Linked DNA regions of Zea mays: all the other regions are linked to region 1. The links are chromatin contacts, called in public Hi-C maps. All regions are on one chromosome and are shown on one strand. The core of a region is the stretch at or near the end of the contact, and the rest is flanking DNA. Distances in the headings are between cores, read along the strand shown. Region 1 holds the start of LOC100279227 (Putative AGC protein kinase family protein). Region 2 holds the start of LOC100282281. Region 3 holds the start of LOC100382685 (Putative DUF1664 domain family protein).

Evidence for each region. Hi-C and Micro-C count contacts between places; a contact is called where the count stands out from the background.
Region 2: a contact with region 1 is called in a Hi-C map of leaf, with 2.3 times the contacts expected there. The contact joins the promoter of LOC100282281 here to the promoter of LOC100279227 in region 1. A contact is called at or near these places in 7 of 25 Hi-C or Micro-C datasets (ear, leaf and tassel).
Region 3: a Hi-C map of ear shows a contact between it and region 1, with 4 times the contacts expected there. The contact joins the promoter of LOC100382685 here to the promoter of LOC100279227 in region 1. A contact is called at or near these places in 6 of 25 Hi-C or Micro-C datasets (bundle sheath, ear, endosperm and 3 more).

What each region holds. Positions count from the first base shown.
Region 1 is chr8:90,891,798-90,895,800 of Zm-B73-REFERENCE-NAM-5.0, forward strand. It overlaps LOC100279227 (Putative AGC protein kinase family protein), which reads right to left and starts at 2,376. Exons shown (of 13, transcript XM_008657971.4): 1 at 1,891-2,376; 2 at 1-143. The coding sequence starts at 2,111.
Region 2 is chr8:90,684,084-90,688,086 of Zm-B73-REFERENCE-NAM-5.0, forward strand. LOC100282281 reads right to left here and starts at 2,165. Exons shown (of 7, transcript NM_001155193.2): 1 at 1,897-2,165; 2 at 1,790-1,811; 3 at 1,483-1,612. The coding sequence starts at 2,047.
Region 3 is chr8:91,072,525-91,076,527 of Zm-B73-REFERENCE-NAM-5.0, forward strand. LOC100382685 (Putative DUF1664 domain family protein) reads right to left here and starts at 1,755. Exons shown (of 12, transcript NM_001175409.1): 1 at 1,576-1,755; 2 at 1,348-1,431. The coding sequence starts at 1,695. LOC109941413 (a long non-coding RNA gene) reads right to left here and starts at 1,303. Exons shown (of 2, transcript XR_002263964.1): 1 at 171-1,303; 2 at 1-91.

The DNA of each region.
Region 1 (4,003 bases), core at 1,126-3,625:
GCAGATCAAAGTCATCCACACAAATTCTGTGTCTTTTAAGTCTCATGTATTCAGTCTCCTTTCTCTCCAAATCCTTTATTAAGTTTATCTGCTCCTCCCTCGGAACTTGTGAAGAAGCTAGCTGTTGTTCCAAAATCAAGCGCCTGACACAGATAACATAATATGGCCCATGTTCAATAAGTACAGAGATAATCAGTATGTGACCAAAAGGTAACAAATGGTACATGGTCTGGAAACACCGAAATGATTGTGTGTTATAGAATTTGACGCTGAGTCTTCAGACTGTGCTTAGGGCAGTAAACGTCAAGACGCTAATTAGAGGTTTAGCATTTCAGCATGCTGAACTTGGAACTTGGATTAAAACTACGTTTAAATGACGTTTAAACTACGTTCAATGTTGCTCAGCAGGGCATTAAGTATAGAAGCTTGACTTGCTAGAATCAATGTTGCCTCACTGAGATGCTAATCCTAATCCTTATTCAGTATGAGTCCAGCTGAACGCACATGCAGACCTATCCTCATTATCATGCCCAAAGACAATTGTCAGCATGCGACCAAAAGGTACGCCGTGAGAACACACATCAAGGAGCTCATGTCCCCCCTCCCTAAAAAGGTGAGGAAGAGATCATAAGTGCAAACCTTGTTTCTTTGCATGCCCCCACTAACAGCCTGCAACTTTATTCCAATAATGGCAAGCCCTCTAAAAACTGGCAACAATTTCTAGCCAAGTCAAGCTCAAGAATTTGGACTCCACAAAGCTATAGTTGGTATACCTCTGCCACAACAATGAGCAACAGCACCCAATACCAAATTCCCATGCAATCATGCTCCAAAGCTCAGCACTAGTACAACCTACAGCCACATTCAGTGGCGTATCTAGAGGGTGGACAGGGTGGGTCCTGGCCCACCCTCTGATTTTGACTCTACTAAAGTACCCCCTCCGTTCTTTTTTATTTGTAGTGGTTTAGTTCAAAAGTGAACTAGCGGGCGACAAATATTCGAGAACGGAGATAGTATATAGTTTTTTGATTTATTTATTTCTTTTGATTCTTATATGTTGTAGGATTTAAAATGTAAACTCATCTATGTAATTTGATTTTCATAAGATTGGACCACCCTAACTTTAAATCTTAGATTCGCCACTGGCCACATTCCCCATCCAACCACCCTGAAACACTAGCCCTGATTCAGTAACCGTCCAGCAGAATGTGCACAAAGACCTATCCACATTATCATGTCCATCGCCAACATGCGACCAAATGGTAACGCATAGCACGTGAGAGCACAATCAACCGCCACGTGTGCCCTCTCCCTAAAAAGCGACAAAGTGAACATAAGCACAAGCATTGTTTCTTTGCATGAACGACTAACCGCTGGTAGCTTTATTCCAATTATGGCAAGCCCTACAACGGTCGCCATTTTGTTCTAGCCAGTCAAGCTCAAGCAATTCAGACTTCAAAGTCACAATTCGCTTTATCTCGGACACAGCAATGTGCAACAACTCAATCCACTGCAAAATTGCCACCCAAGAGGCAGCAATGAGCAACACCTCCATCCACTGCAAAATTGCCACCCAACATCGCCCCGAAGCTCAGCTCTAGTAGGACCTACAGCCACATTTGACAATCAACTGCCCTGATATGCTAATCCGATTCAGTATGCATGAGAAGTGCAGCCCAAACCCTCACACCCACCCCACAGGAGAGCATAAGCATACAGGCTACCTCCAATCGCCTGGTTGCAGGTCGGACACCTCGATCAGTCGCCCTCACGTGAGATTTAGCTAGCTAAATCGCAGGCCGCTCAAGCACTAACCAAATCGCAGGCAAGCACTGCTAGCTCCGAGACCAATTAAAAAAAAAATTGGAAGCAGGCACGGGTTCCCCGTACCTCTCCTTGCGCTCTTGGAGGTTCTTCATCTGCGCGCGGTAGTGGTCCTCGATGAACTTCTTCGCGGCCGCCACGCGCTCCATGGTCTTGGTGGAGCCAACTGCCACCTCGTGCTGCTCCGCCACCTCCTGCCCTTCCTCCGCGACCGCCTCCAGTGGCCGGGCCCGCGCCGCCGCCGCTGAGACTGCGGCCGGTGACTCCTCCGCCATCTCGCTCTCCATGCCGACGACGCCCACGCCCCTTATCGCTTGAGAGTCGGCTCTCGCCGGGGTGAGCTCGAACTGTTTCTCTCTCGCTCGCTCTCGTTTGTCTCGCCTCTATTTTCCTTTTCGGTCTGTGATGAGCACTTTCTTCGTGTGCGGCCGTTTATAAACGCCTGATTTTTTTTGCGCGCACCGTAGTTAGAGTAAGCTAATCATGCTGTAAATGAGGGATTAGATGGCTGGTGACAGCTGTTTAGAGGTTTTGCTTTGCTTCGGAAACAGGTGTTGCGGCGCGAAAGCTGGACGCAACAGCCGATCCCGCGCGAGCTTTTCTCGTTCCGTTCCGCCAGGCATTCGTGACTATCTGATCTGACGTGCTCCATGTGAGTGCATGACGTCAGTGAGCCCGATCCAGAAGATGCACTGCGGCACAGTAGTATAGGCGAGATACTTTCCTGGTCTGGCCATGGCTATTTCCCGTCCTTTTTTCATGCCATGCTGGCCATGGCTATTTCTTTTGAGTCCAATCCAATCCAGAAGGTGATACAACTATACAAGTATACAACTGCTAGGCAAGTAAGCCACTTAGCCAAGTTTGTTTCGGCTTCGAAGTGTCAATGGTAGCTTTCACCATCGTAAGCTCAAACAAGAAATCAATTTGGCACTTTGAACCATATTCAAACACACGGTCCTCTGTTTCCAATTATAAGACTGGTTTTAGTCGTTGTCGGCTATATCTACCATCACATTACTGTTTTATATTAACCATAATTAGACCTTATCTATCATAACGTTTTATTGTATTATCCTTATTGTTAGCTTACAGTTATTTCATCGTTACATCAACTTTTCTTTTATAAACTTTTAATTGACATAAAACATGATGCTTTGTTAAAATTCAAATACATATGATTATCATGTAACTAATCTAATAAAATTATATAATTCATAATAATAATTAAAAATTCATAACTCAAGCATAATAATAAAAATTTCATAAATGTCGTTACGGAGCCTGTTGAAGGTCGTCTGGCAGCCGACACACGTACAAGATCTATCGGGGTAAGATAATGACACCTTGCTGCTCTAACACCAGGGGCGGACGCAGAGGGGGGACAAAGTGGGCCATATGCCACCCCCCCTCAATTTTTATGACCTTTTATATATTATGTTTATTTACTGTTAAGTATATTTAAAAATGAAGATTTAGATAGGCTAAAACAATCATGTTATGGGTCTCCTCGTCGAATTAGTCTAGTTCTATCGACTCTCGTCCTTTTACTTGGTCTAATCCTCACATCTATTCATCCAATCTCATTCTTTCCGACGCTGTCGTATCCATAGAAGGATCCCTCTCAATTTTTTATAACCTCTTATACCTAATGTTCACCTACTGTAAAGTATATAAATTAAGGTTTGGATAGGCTAAAATTGCCCTGAGCAGTTCTCTCAACTTCCATCATATTTGGTCTAGTCCTCGCATCTATCCAATCCTCCCAGATGCTCCATTCTTGACACCGTCGCCTCCTTCCTGATGCTTGATGTCGCCTGACCCTGGCCCCTTCCCAACGTCCTCGTCCCGCTCGTTATCGTCATGACATCATCCCGCTCTTGGCAGACCCGACCTCGCTCACCACGACGATGCGACCCGTCCCCGTCAACTGGCGAGCTTGACGAACCAGCGAGCCCTAGCTCTTAGCCGGAGACATCATCTGACCCGCCTCTTTCTCGATGCCCCACCCTTCGAGGAAATCGATATTCGACAATGTACACACGACTTGATTCGGTCAGGAAGAACTTAGTTATATGTTTGCTTCTCTTCTTTGAACTTGTATCTTATATTGATAGATATGGAACTTAAATTTTATGCAACTATAGTTTTTACCGCCTTGCTTGATTTTGTAATGTGG
Region 2 (4,003 bases), core at 915-3,414, 210 kb before region 1:
TTAAAAAATATTAGAATGTAGCATATAAATAGTGGGGGTGTCTAGGTTCATTCATACCCTTCGCTCTCCATTTCGCTCATCTTCTTTCATATTATAGCCTCTCACTCTTTATTTCAATATGGATCCTCGATAAAGTTTGAACTTTTTAAGACTTCACTTATTTAATCAACGACCAATCTCTACACTTTCTCAACACCTCGTGGTTGTGAGGAACAGTGGCGGATCCAGGATTGATCCAAGAGGGGGCTACTAAGCTAAGTCTATATTTTTTTTAAACCAAACAAAAAAAGGCCTACTCGAATTGGCTACTAAGCTAAGGTGGAGCCTTCGCCGATCCTAGGAGCATGTTTGATGATCCAATTTCTGAATTAAAGTAGGATACCCTAGAACTAAAGGCCTACTCGAAATGTGATTGTAAAAAAAATGAGCCCATTCGAAAAACCCACACCAGAAGGCTCGCTAATTGTAGCATGCAAGGAAGGGGAAAACAAAACGAATCGATGGGTTTCCTGCATCCACAAACATACGAACTCGCCCTTGATCGTCTCGAGGGAAGAAAGTAAAAAATGTAGAGAGCGAAGAAAGTAAGAAAATTCAATTAAAAGGATTTAATGGGGCTTTATTGATTGTGATACCTTAACAAAACACTGTCATTATCTAAATACTCGGATATAATGCAGAAAGATTCGCTTGTAACAAAATAACGTTCACAAAACAACATATAGCTTAGAGCATCTTCAAGAGTTTTCTAAATTTTACTCCCTAAATTATCATTTGGATAGTTATTTGCATAAAACTATTTTATATATATCTTTTCAATCTACAACAATTTTTCTATATATTGTTTGCACTCTAGAAAGTCATTTACATTTTCTATATTTGGCTATCGAGAAACCCAAAATAGAAGATGACTATATTTGAACAGCCATTTAGATAAGATGTTGGAAGTTTTTTTTACAAAAATCTCTATTTATATCAATTACAAAGAATATAGAGAGCCTCTCGGAGTTGATCTTAGGACGTCGCAGGATGGACTAACACTGGTTACAATTCTAGGTTGTATTGCTCGCTTACATGGCTCGGCCTGTAGTCATATCGACTATGTCGATACAAATGCCTGGTTGGTCGGTGGATCGGTCGATCATGTTAGAACTTGAGTACACATAACCGTTAAAAAACTGCATTCTAAAACCTAGAGCCTCTACATAAAAATATAGTAAAAAAACAATATATAGAGAATGGTGTAGAGACGGACGTTTCGCGTGAGCCCGTCTTTTTTTTATTTAGCACCCTAAAGACCATAAAGAGACTCCTAATTAATGGAGTGTACATGCCTAACACCGATAATTCTCTATGGCTGACACTACATGAACCCCAAAATAAAGCACTAGCGAACTACAAGAAAATTGCACACTCTCATACAATCAATTTAATACTGTAACAGAAAAAATGTTAGAATAAGGTTGAAGAGTAGAGACAAACCGGATTGTGCGACTGTATCCACGTTCCAGGATTGCTATGGGCATTATTGCTGGGGTCATATGGATCCCCATGCAGGAAATCGGGCACCACAACGAAGTAACCGAGCGAAGCAACTTTGTCGGCTATCTTCCTTCGCGAGACAAACGTGTGCATGTCACATCAGTCACTGATGGAAGAGTACTCCATAATAACAACTAAAAATCTGATGCAATTCAAGAACCCATTCGACAAATTTTAAAGCCCATAGCCCAGGCATATATAGCAACTACCCAGCTCAGATTAGCTCAGAGTGAGACTAGCAGCGTACCTCAGGTTTGGCGCTTCGAACCCTACAAAGATGGAACGGATTTCAATACTAGCAAATGAAAAAAAAAAACACACAGGACCTTGGAGGGCGAGGCACGGAATATTTACCGAAGGCGTCGGAGATGAGGACGACGGCGGCCTTGGACCCGGCGGAGCCGCTGACGTAGGCCTTCTGCCCGCCGAAGTCGTCAACCACCTCGCCTCCTCCGCTGGCCGGCTCCAGCACCGGCGGGTTCTCAAAGCAGCGCGAACTTGCCATGCTAGCTCTCCCAGTTGGAACTAAAACTTTTGTGGCAAGAAGGGCTCCCGTGTCCTGAGAAAGTTAAAAGCTATAACTTGCTGGCGGCAAGGGCCGGCGAGATTGAGCACAATATTCTTTTTGTGGAATTGTGGTACAGATAGTGAGTGCTGTGATCTCACTGCTTACGCAAGGTCGACCCACTGAGATGGTGCGGGAATTTGAGTCTATATATGGTTCATAATGTTTATGAAAAACGAATTTAGAATGGTCGCAGAAAATTGGACGTCCGGATCCGGTGGCTCCAACACCAAACAGAGACAGGGAGACACATGTTCCTACTAAATTGATGGAACAAAAAAAATGTTAGCGTTTTCTTTAAAAGAGCCAATTAGTACCGATTTTTTAACAGTACTAATATTAGAACCGGCTGATAGATTGATAATAATAAATCTAGAAGAGCATTTAGAACGTGGTTTTGGCCATCAAAGGCTCGTCTAGCTTTAGTGCCGGTTGATGCTACCAATCGAAAATAAAACAAATACTATTATCGATTTGAGCCATCGAACAGTACTAATCTCTACTACTTATTAAAATCCCAATGCCATTATGTGCAAGTCTTATGTCATATATGGTCTTTTCAGAAACATCTACTCCATAGGATGTTCAGATTGCCAGATGGATCTTCATGGTATCTAAATGTTTTTTTAAGTCAGACTGCACACTATATAAGTTCTGTTTGCAGAATGACTTTGTTGCATAGGTTTTCTAATAAAAAATTTAAGATTCCTTTGTTACAATGTTGTTGTAGACGAAAAGTGTAGTAGCCAGAATGAACATACAAAACCAACCAAAATTTTAGCCTTCTGAACTATGATTCGGAATACCTCATATATAAGCAAATATCAACATTGGTACATGCCACCAAGAAGTCACGGATCTGGTGGCCACAGGACCTCCACGAGTGCTTCATCTACTGCGTGAACCAGCTCGACATCGCGGACATTGAGCAACCGTCCTTGATCTGAAGCTCTTTTTTTTTCTCTGCAAGGTTCTTGGTTAATCTATCTGCTTTGCTTAATCGAATTGAAGGCTATGGAATTGTTTCTCTTTCTCACGGATTCATATAGTCTTCTCTTGTTTTTGCGTGACACTTGCAGAGGTGACTCCCAAGGGGATTATGATGCTAACGAACTGTGATGGCCTCACAATCTATCACATCAAGAGCCACCTTCAGGTACAAAGATTTTTTTTGTGAATTAAAGAGGGCACTTTTCTGAACTCGTCAGGAGTGGAATATATCAAATTTAAACACATGTTGCCCTTTTGACACGAATTTGTAGGACTGACTAAAATAACAATTTGTTATCCTCTTTCGATTTCAGAAAACACTGGATAGCCAAGTACATGCCCGCATCATCGACGTCTATTCATAATCTGATGTAATTTAACCCAGTACAATCCACCAAGAATTTCATCGCCGTCCTGAGTAATACTTGTTGCATTTTTGCATTCTTTTAGAATAACATATTTGGTCCCTTTAGCTACAATTATTCTTGAGTTCTAGGACCGTCTCTCTCTATCGTTGTACTCATTAGTTGCTGGAGTCTTTGGTATGAATATTTCGTATACCTGGAATGACGGTTGTGGATACATCTTCAAATGGGTAAGTATCTACTCGCAACACGGGAGATATAATGATGCATTGCTTGGTCTAACTTGCTCCTCCCTTCACAGGTGGTTCTTGTATCAGGGCTTTTTTGTGCCTTTATGTTTGTCTCCGTTGTTGCCTATGCGCGACACAAGGGTCTCGTCGGATCCTGAATAGCTGAAATAACTACGCAACTTGCTTCCCTCAACTGTAAATTTGAGCCAGTGGGCATCGACTTTGCGGGGTGATTAATCTCTTGTACCAAATTCAGTAGTATGAAATTGGGGATGTTGAATAGGAACTAGGAAAAAATGAATGCAAAATAA
Region 3 (4,003 bases), core at 505-3,004, 180 kb after region 1:
CCTCATCTTGCTGTATTTGGATAAATTACAGTTGGGCGATGTCGTCGAGATTGTAGGAGGCCATCCACACGCATTCCTCGTCGATGATGCGCTATTGATGGAAGTAGGACTCACGTCAATTAAGGAACACCAATGGATCAGTTTTGCCATAATATTTTAGGAAGTCCAACTTCTGGAACCGCGGGGGGTCGATCCTGGTGATGATCGTCGGTGTGTTGTCCCTTCCCGTCCAGGGCAGAGGACTCGGTTCGGCGGTCCTGCTGGAGTTCGGCGACCGAAAGCTTGAGGGATTCCACCGTTGCTGCAAGGGATTGGATGATGGTGACTAGGTCGGATGTGTTGGGTTCCGCCATAGCAGAGATTGATGAGGCTACATCGGATGGTGGTGAAGAGATGGATTTGGGTGGCAGAACTGGTGGGATGGCCTGGAATCTGAAAAATAGAAATAGTGTGGCTATTTAGCGCTAAAGCTATGACATTTAGAAGAGCTAAATCGGGCTATAACGGTTGTAGCTATAATAGCATCTAAAAGTGAAATATCGTAGCTTTAGGTCCTCCAAAAGGCTATAGGCCGCTATTTTAAACCTTGTTCTACATTCAAAAGAAGTGCAAAAGAGATAATTCACTTAATGAAGAAAATGTGGAGGCAACAATCCAAAGATTATTGTAGCACTGTACACTTTCGGGACCATCGACAAGTACAGATATAAGAATTTGTTTCTATGGTCATGATATTTGGTTGAGACAAGCATGTAATTGAAAAGAACAGTATTAGAAGAGAAGTGCATAAGTGCAGTGATAGATTGACATAGAACTGTGAGGCCCCTATTGATATTGCACAATAAATTAATGAGCCCAAAAAACTTGGGAAACATTATATACATGATCAAAAGCCTCAACTTGCCAATTTGCAATGGACACTGCACCAAAGGAGGAGCGACCACTAGAATAACAGAAAACAATCTCAGCATATCGAGGTGTGTAACCAGTTTTTTTATCTCGCATAGTTGTTCTCCCCTGATATTTTTGCACATTTTTTAAAAAAGAAAAAGAAAAGAGACTTCTAAGGATAGAATTGCCAATTTGCCATTGGACCATTGCAACACAGTATCAACAGCAAAACAATCAGCATGGGCATAGAATTAAATCACATACACCAATCCGCATGCATGATGTATTCTACTTTTAAAACTGAGTGTTGATAGAATCCAGTGTAACAAATGGAAATACGGGGACATTACACAATGTCCATCCTGAACCTGAACTGAATTATTCTTAGGCAGTAGTAAGTAGTATTCACACAGCAAACTACTCACGTGGAGAGCAGTGCAAGGACATCACACGCACCTGCGAGGTAAGAGCCTCGTTGAGATCGGTTTCCCCGTCTCCCCCTCCTCCATCCTTCACCTTCTTCCCCTTGTCGAGTATCTCCTGCAAAGAGACGTCATGAATCATCAGAAACAAAGCATCTGGAATTCTGAATCTCCACGGTCCCTCACTGGATAAGGACCCTTGGGATCACATACCGCCGTTAAGGCGCAAGAGCGCAGTCCGCGGTCAGGATACGCGACGCACCTGGAGCTCGCCGAGGATCTCGGCGAGGCGGCCGTTGCGGAGGACGACGGAGCCGGCAACGCCGGCGCCGACGAGGATAACGACCCGGGTAAGGCCCATGCCCGCCTGCACCAGCGCCATGGCTGCACGCCCGCCTCGTAGGGAGGTAGCGGCGAAGAAAACCCTAGCTCAAGGCCCGTGGAGTTGAGCGCGTGGCTGGTCTGACGAGGGCGCGCGAGGAGGTAGAGAGAGAAAGAGAAAGGTTAGGCCGTGAGGGTGGGGCCTATTGTCAGAGCCGGTTCCCCTGCTCTGACGAAGACGACCGCCTCAGACTGACTGCAACGCATCACCCTTCCCCTCCCCTACGCTATTACTGTTCATCGGATAGGGGCTGCAGTCTCCCCCTTTCTCCCGCAGCGGCGAGCGCTACCCTCTCCCCTCCCTCGCGACACTCTTCTCTCACGCCAGATGCAGGGGACTACTGTAGCCGCCCCCTCGCCTCCTTCGCGCGGACGCTGTCGGCCGCGCCAGACTACGGAAACTTCGCGTTCCACCTCGCTTCGCCTCGACCCCTCCGCGGACGGACGATTTTGCGCGGCGACGCGACAGCGGATCTACCATCGCCCGGTGGAGTCGGCCCCGGCCCCCCTCGGTTGCGCAGAAGAGGAGGTCGAGTTGGTCACCACGCACAGCCGTTCGCGACCGAAGAGGACTCCAATCCGCTTCCAGCGACGAACGTCGCGACCGATTGGTTTGCTTCAATCTCCGACAATCGACGGCGCCATCAGATCCACACGGACACGCTACGATTCGGCGTGCTGGGCACTACATCTCCCCTTCTTAAGGTATTTCCTTTCATCAACCACGCGAAATCATTAGTTATTTGACGATTGATTTACAACACCACTCGTATTTTGCTTGGATTCGCCGTCTTGCGGCCGAGATCCAACCCTACTAGAGGTATACCATCTTGTACCCCGTCAAATGAAAACTTCATTCAGGATATATGTACATTCGCACTGGTTTTGTTCAAAATTCGTAGTTTTTGTTGCCAAGCCCATAGGAGTTTAGCAGATCCACACTTGTCGTTCGAGGTATGAACTTGTTACGTTGTTCATCCTCCGATTTAGGCGCCTGGTGTACCAAACTTTGTCTGTTCCACGTGATGGAAATACACGAACAACAGTAAGCCTAACATTAGCCATGGCAGCAATTCTATTTCCCCAGTGTTGTTCATTGGACTGTTCTTGATGTTTTTAAACTGAAGACAATGTATTTCTGGCATTTATGTGGAATGTTACCCTTTCGTACTATATGAGTATGCACCAATATAAGCCATTACACTGAATCACTTATTTTGTCACAATTCTTTGTGCTTGCATGGAGTACACGTATGTTCATGAGTACACTCACTAAATTTCATGACATGTTAAATTACTTATGACTTCGATTATGTGCCAGATCATGTGTCTGGCACAACTTGTGTTTGACTATGATTATCTGGCTCATTATGTAATGTTCAAGACTTGAACTTGTCTTTCTGTCATGACATTAGTTCTATCATTTCTATCTGCACGTACTAGTTTCCTTTCTATTTCTGTGCCATACACTTCCCTTACCTTGAATTGTGTATAAAATGTTCTTGCTTTCGTTCATTCACATGTACCTGCCAACAATTATATAACTCATATGTACAACTTGAAAGTTTTCATCTGTCTGTTTGGTTTATGATTCGAAGTGTACATGTCATATGTAATCTTCACTTTACTTCCTCCCTATTTTTTGGACATGTACATGTTTTTTATATGGCTTAAGATACAATTTGGCTGTTACATTTGTTCATCATTCTTATATATCTTTGCAAGGGCTTGTACAGTACTTTGGAATCTCTCTTTTATACTTCCCTTATATTTCCTACAAGTTTGTAATGTTTTTCCTTTTTTTATGAATCCTTGGTGGTGCATACAAATTTTGTAGGCAATATTATGTGGGAACTTTTGTCATTACAACAATGCATATGCTTTTTAAGGGTTTGCACATGTTACTTCATAAATTAAATGTTTGCAGCCCATTTGATAATGGCATCCTCCCAAGAAGATAAGATGAAGGCTTTGATGAAAGTCCTTGTCGACTGTACCGAGGATGCCACAAAATCCCTGGGGGGTTTAGTTGATCATGCATTAGACCACATGCATGATGAAGAGATCCTAGCTAGGACATTGTTTGCCATGAAATAAAAACTAGAGTTGCTTCAGCAGGATGCCTTAGAGGCAAAAGTCCAAGCCTTTCCAGAAATAGCTAAGTACGAGTGGGATGACATCAGTGTTGATCCTCCCTCTCCGTCACCCCCTCCAACAGTTACTGATCCTTCTGTTGAGGAAGAGGAGTTCTACTGCCCCGACGTCAGTGACGAATGATATTTCAGTGATTCAGATAGGTCTACCCGTAA